2 separate regions of the Sus scrofa genome follow, and region 1 is linked to region 2. A link is a contact called in public Hi-C data. All regions are on one chromosome and are shown on one strand. Each heading gives the region's core, a stretch centred on a gene start, on an enhancer-like site or on the middle of the called end of the contact. The rest is flanking DNA. Distances are from core to core; before and after follow the strand shown. Region 1 has its middle 34 kb from the start of PTP4A2. Region 2 holds the start of ADGRB2 (adhesion G protein-coupled receptor B2).

What was found. Hi-C and Micro-C count contacts between places; a contact is called where the count stands out from the background.
Region 1: a contact with region 2 is called in a Hi-C map of epiblast stem cells, with 1.6 times the contacts expected there. The contact joins the enhancer-like site here to the promoter of ADGRB2 in region 2. A contact is called at or near these places in 4 of 47 Hi-C or Micro-C datasets (embryonic fibroblasts, epiblast stem cells, heart right ventricle and 1 more).

The regions. Positions count from the first base shown.
Region 1 is chr6:88,464,597-88,467,296 of Sscrofa11.1, reverse strand. No RefSeq gene overlaps it. Among named protein-coding and RNA genes, the nearest start is that of PTP4A2, 34 kb to the right of the region's middle. Within about 2 kb of position 1,251, at least 55 of the 83 cell types and tissues checked have an H3K27ac peak or open chromatin away from gene starts, as enhancers often do. A contact at or near this core is called in embryonic fibroblasts, epiblast stem cells and retroperitoneal adipose tissue, where this site is marked.
Region 2 is chr6:88,292,083-88,294,782 of Sscrofa11.1, reverse strand. It overlaps ADGRB2 (adhesion G protein-coupled receptor B2), which reads left to right and starts at 1,264. Exons shown (of 31, transcript XM_021095787.1): 1 at 1,264-1,501.

The sequences.
Region 1 (2,700 bases), core at 2-2,501, 170 kb before region 2:
AGTGGTTGGGCCAAAGAAATGAGTGGGCGGGGAGGATGGGAGGCAGGGTGCTGACTCTCCCTAGGACTGGGGTGTGGCAGGAAAGAGAAAATTTGTCCATGGGCAAAGAGATTATGTTGGAGTTCCTGCTGTGTCCCAGCTGGTTAAGGATCTGGCATTGCCCCAGCTGTGGTGTAGGGTGCAGCTGCAGTTCAGATTTGATTGCTGGCGTGGGAACTTCATATGCTATGGGTGCAGCTGAAAAAGATTAAAAAAAAAAAAAAGAGTTTGGGAGTTCCCGCTGTGGCTCAGCAGGTAAAGAATCTATCTAGTATCCATGAGAATTCAGTTTCGATCCCTGGCCGGCTCAGTGGGTTAAGGATCTGGTATTGCCAAAGGCTGTGGTTGCAGACACAGCTTGGATCTGGTGTTGCAGTGGCTGTGGTGTAGGCCAGCAGCTGCAGCTTCAATTTGACCCCTAGCCTGGGAGCTTCCATATGCTACAGGTACAAGCCTGGGGGGGTGGGGGGTAGATAAAGTTTGTGTCAAAGAAGTTTCCATGGGAAGGCCTGGCTGTGGGCTAGAGACCCAGGCGTAGCTGAGGTCCTGTTCTGGGTACAGGAGGGCCTGGGGAGGACTCAGGGGCCAGGTGCTGGCTTGTTTGTGGAACCCGAATGAAAACTCCTCCTCCTAGGGGCGAGCAGAGGGTGTTGCCCTGCGAGGAGGCCCAGGCTTTGGGGCTGGGTTTTACTGGGTTTTCCCCACTCTGCGTCTGGTTTCCTTGATCCACTGATTATCTTGGGCTGGTTTTGCTGAATGACTCAGGAGCTTGAGCAAGCTTTGCTTACTGGGTTTCACACCTCTGGGGGAGGAGTGCTCGGATGCTTTCCTGCTAACTGGGAAACAGTCATTAGATATTGAAAGAAGGACAATTAGGCCCCATCTTCAAGGGGGGGAAAGAAGAGAACGAAGTCTCTGGAAGCAGGAGGGGATTCTAAAGTGTGGCTAGGGAGCAAGCAGCTGTGGCTGGGATCCTTTTCCTCTCTGCCTCTGGCTGTGCCTTAATAACAATAACAATATGTAACTGTTCCTGAGTACTTTCGCCCTCATCAGGCCCTGTTCTGAGGGCCTAAGGACTTTATCTCTGAAGTCAGCTACTCTGATTATCCCCTTTGACACGAGGAAGTTGAGAGTTAGAGAGGTGAAGTCACTTGCCTAGGGCATCCAGCCAGTAACTGGAAGTTCTGAGAAGTGACTGCCAAAAGCCTGTGTTCTTTACCCGGTGCGACTCTGCGCTTCTGAGAGTGTCTCTAGGTGACCCAGCAAGGCTGCGGGGCTGGTGAGGGGCCCCTCAAATGAAGATCCTTAGCAAAGGATTGGTAAACAAGCTTTTCTCCAGCGAGGATTTCTCCTGGGAAGGAAGGCACAGGATCCTCTTGGCTCGTTCTGAGGCTCCTTGTCACCTGAGACCCCCTTTCAGGGGGCCCTCTCCTGAGCTTCTAAGCTCAGGGATAAAGGACCTATTCATGGGGCCTCCCGGAGCTGGTCTGGAAGCCGGCCCTGGCAGCAGCCCGTGGTTAGTGCCCCTCCTCGAGCCTGTCTTCCCTGCCCCTCCCTCTGGATTCGACACCTGGTATCTCTTTTGTGTTCCTGAGCCCAGGGTGCGTGAGGCCAGGCGGGCGTGCTATCACTTTCTCCCTAAACTGTCCCCAAAGCAGGGACAATTTTGTGTGCTGCCCGCCCCCACTGTTCGTGCACACGTCCAAGGGTTCCTGTGGAATCCAGGCTCCGGTAAACACCCAAAGAGGAGGACGTGGGCCAAGCAATGAGCCTGCGATTGCATCAGGGCTGACGCATTCCCTGCCTTTTCCCATCTCCGTCCCCAGAGGAGCCCCTGGGGGCCAGGCCCAGGCCCTCTCCCCTCGTCATTCAGTCCAGGAGAGAGGCAAAAACCAAGGTGGAAAAGGGGGTGCTGAGATGGATGCAGATTCACCCGCGCCCTCCTTGGTCTGGGAGGCCAACACATCTGAAAGCTGGAGAGGATGCAGAGGTGGTCTGGTCTGAGGAGAGGGTCCAAAGAGACTGGGAAAGTAATCTTTACACAGTGCCTCCTGAGTGCCATGGAACACTAATAACAGTAGTAGCGGACTTGGAGTTCCTGTCATGGCGCAGCGGAAACGAATCCGACTAGGAACCATGAGGTTGTGGGTTCGGTCCCTGACCTTGCTCAATGGGTTAAGTGGGCGTTGCTGTGGCTGTGGTGTAGGCTGGCAGCTGTAGATCTGATTCGACCCCTAGCCTGGGGAACCTCCATATGGCACAGGTGTAGCCCTAAAAAGCAAAAAAATAATAATAATAATATCGGACTTAAGGACACACAGGCGCTAGACCAGAGGATCAGCTTCTGTAATATGAAGCAACTAGCATTTTGGAGTTCCCTTGTGGCCCAGTGGGGTAAGGATTGGCATTTACACTGCAGCGACACGGGTCACTGCTGCAGCACAGGTCCTATCCCTGGCCCAGGAACTACCACATGCTGGGGGCACAGCCAAAATATCCCCAAATGAAAACAAACAAATTCTTAAAAAGAAGATCCCTTGGTGGATCAGCGATTAATGAAAATGACTAGGATCCATGAGGATGTGGGTTTGACCCCTGGCCTCATTCAGTGGGTTAAGGATCCGGCATTGCGGTGAGCTGTGGTGTAGGCTGCAGATGCAC
Region 2 (2,700 bases), core at 15-2,514:
TGGCTCCTCCTCTGACCAGAGCCATCAGATTAACCTACTTGTCTTTGGCGGAAGTGGTGTGTCCTGGTCTACCCACCTTTCTGGTGGCAACATGGTCAGGCCACAAACCACCCACCGGACCAGAGGCCGGAGCCAAAGGCATCTCCCTGAGTGCCGCCTTTACCGTGTGGGCTCTGGCCCCACCCAAATGTCCCTGAGCACGCTGGCTGCCAGGATGGGGAGGGGGCAGGCCTATATCTTTCTGCTGCTTCTACACAAACAGATGCAACATGGGGGCGCCCCTGGCACACGGAAAGGCACTTGTGGGAATAGACAGCCGCTCAGGAAAACATGAAACACCCTGCACACGTGTAGCTTCCCTGTGCCTACCGACATGCAACGCTGCCGAGTTTACGAGAGTATGCACCAAATATATCACACTGCAGTGTACATATGTACACTGACGTACAGCCTTCAGCACATATGTGGCACTTGTAAGCTTGCACATCTATAGCATCCCTACCCACAGGAACAAGCAACATGCATTCTGGACCTGAGCACACATTAACGCACTGTGCATGTGTGCAGCAGTTGCATGCACAGAGTCAGGCAACATTGCAGTGCACACCCAGGGCACCTGTATGCATAAGCATGTGCAAAGTTCAGCGCACACGAATGGCACCTGCATGCACAAGGATATGCAATTTGTAGCGCACATGGGGGAGGGGGAGCAAATGCTTCAGCCCTCGGGGCCCCGGAGACCCCGGATGCGCAGGATGCCTTCGGTTTGGGGTATCTCCGGAGGGGCGCCGCGGATCTTCTCATGCTGCGGTCCAGGAGGCTGAGGGAGGGGCGGGGGCTTACCCGGGGCTTCTCCCGCGCCGGCGCCTGGGGCCCAGGGCGGGGAGGGGGAGGGTGCGCTTGGCTCGGCTGGCGCTGCTCCCCCTTTAACAGGAGGCGGCGCGCGTCGCCCCCGCCCCCCCGCCCCTTCTCCCGCGGCTCCTCGCGCCCAGCCCGGCGCGCGCCCCCTCCCGGGCCTGGCCCGCGCAGGCGCCGCGTCCCGCCTCGGCCGTCACTCGGCCCGGCGCGCGCTGCGGGCAGCGGCCGGAGCGGCCGGAGGAACCCGGTTTGGCGGCGGCGGTGGCGGCGACGGCGCGCGGAGACCGAGGAGGATGCGGCGCCGGCTTTTAGAGCCCGGGGCTGCGGCCGCCGCCCGCGAATAGGAGGCGGCGAGCAGCGCGGGCGGTGCTCGGGGGCGGGGGAGCGGGGGGGGCGGTGGGGGCGGCGTGGCGAGGAGGCGGTGGCAGGAGCCCGCGCCCGGCCCGGCGCCCGCCCGCCCCGCGCTGCTCCGCGGCGCCTTTTCTGCACCCGCCGCTCCGCGGAGCGGGAGCTTCGGCCCTCCGCGCGGCTGCAGCGAGCTGCCCCGCGCCCGGCCAAGCCCCCGCCTTAGGGATGGCAAACTTGCGCCCCGTGGCCGCCTCCGCCAGCGCCGGCCCCCGCTCCTGCTGCTGACGGCGCCCAGGTGAGTGCTCGGCCCCAGACCCCGACCCGGCCCCCTCACCGAGCCCTCCCGGCGCGGTCCCGAGTTTCCGCACCGGCCCGGACTGGGGCGCTCCCCCAGCCCGCCTCTGCTAAATTCTCCCCCGCCCGAACTGAGTTCGTTCAGCATCTACCCACTCCCATCTTTTGGGGAACTTACAAGCCTGGGGCCGAGGTCCCCTTCATCTCTGGTGAGTCCCTTTTCTGCCACCCCCCCATCCATCTCTGCCATAGCCCCTCGCCCCACCCCCGGTCCTGACCCAGACCGACTCGCATCGCTGTCTCTGTTCTCTCCCAATCTAAGCCTGGATCCGGAGGTGCGACCACCACCCTTGATTAGAGCCCCTCTGTCCAACCTGCAGCTTACTGTGTCTCCCCCATCTCCCAATCCTCGTCTGGATGCCGGACCCTGCACCTCCCCTCCACTTCATCTCTCCACGGAGTCCTTCCTGTCCCCATCCATGTCTGCCCCGTAGTTACTGCCTTTCCCCGCGTCGGTACGCGGACCATGCTTCCCCTCTTATTTCTGTCCTGATTGCCCCCTCCCCCATATCTGTCCGGAGTCCCGCTATCCCTTGCCAGTCTCTGCTGCAAGTCCCCTCCCCCTCAGCCTGGACTTGGGGCCGTGTCCCCCATGTCTGGTCCGAGCCCCCTCCCCTTCAGCCGGGATCTCGACTGGCCCCACATCCCTGCCTTCCTTGTTCATCTTTGGTCGGAGTCTCTGTCCATCCCCCATTCCTCTCCTCCCACCCCTGGGTATGGAGCCGGGCACCAAACGCACCCTCCCGCAGCCCCGGGGGCTGGCGTGATGGGGGGAGGTGGGATGTAGGCTGTGAAGTTGGTGACCACTCCCGCAGTCTGCTGGGTCCGAGGGAAGTCCTCCGCGCCACGGCCGGTGCAGAGCAGGCGAAGGGTCTGGTGCCTGCGGGGGGAGGGGCTCCCGGGCCGAGAGATGCTGCCCGCCTGCCCGCCTCGCCAGCTGCCGGCCGGGCCCCTGGGCGTCCTCTGGCGCCCCCTGCCCGCAGCCTTGGACCCGCCGCTCCTTTTCCTCCCGCGGGCAACCCTAGGTTTCCGCAGCCCGGGCAACAGCGGTGGCTGCGGGACTGGCGCTGGCAAGTCCCTGGAGAGAGGAGATTGGTGGGCGAGGCCGGGTGCCCCCTCGTGCTAACCATGCCAGAACAG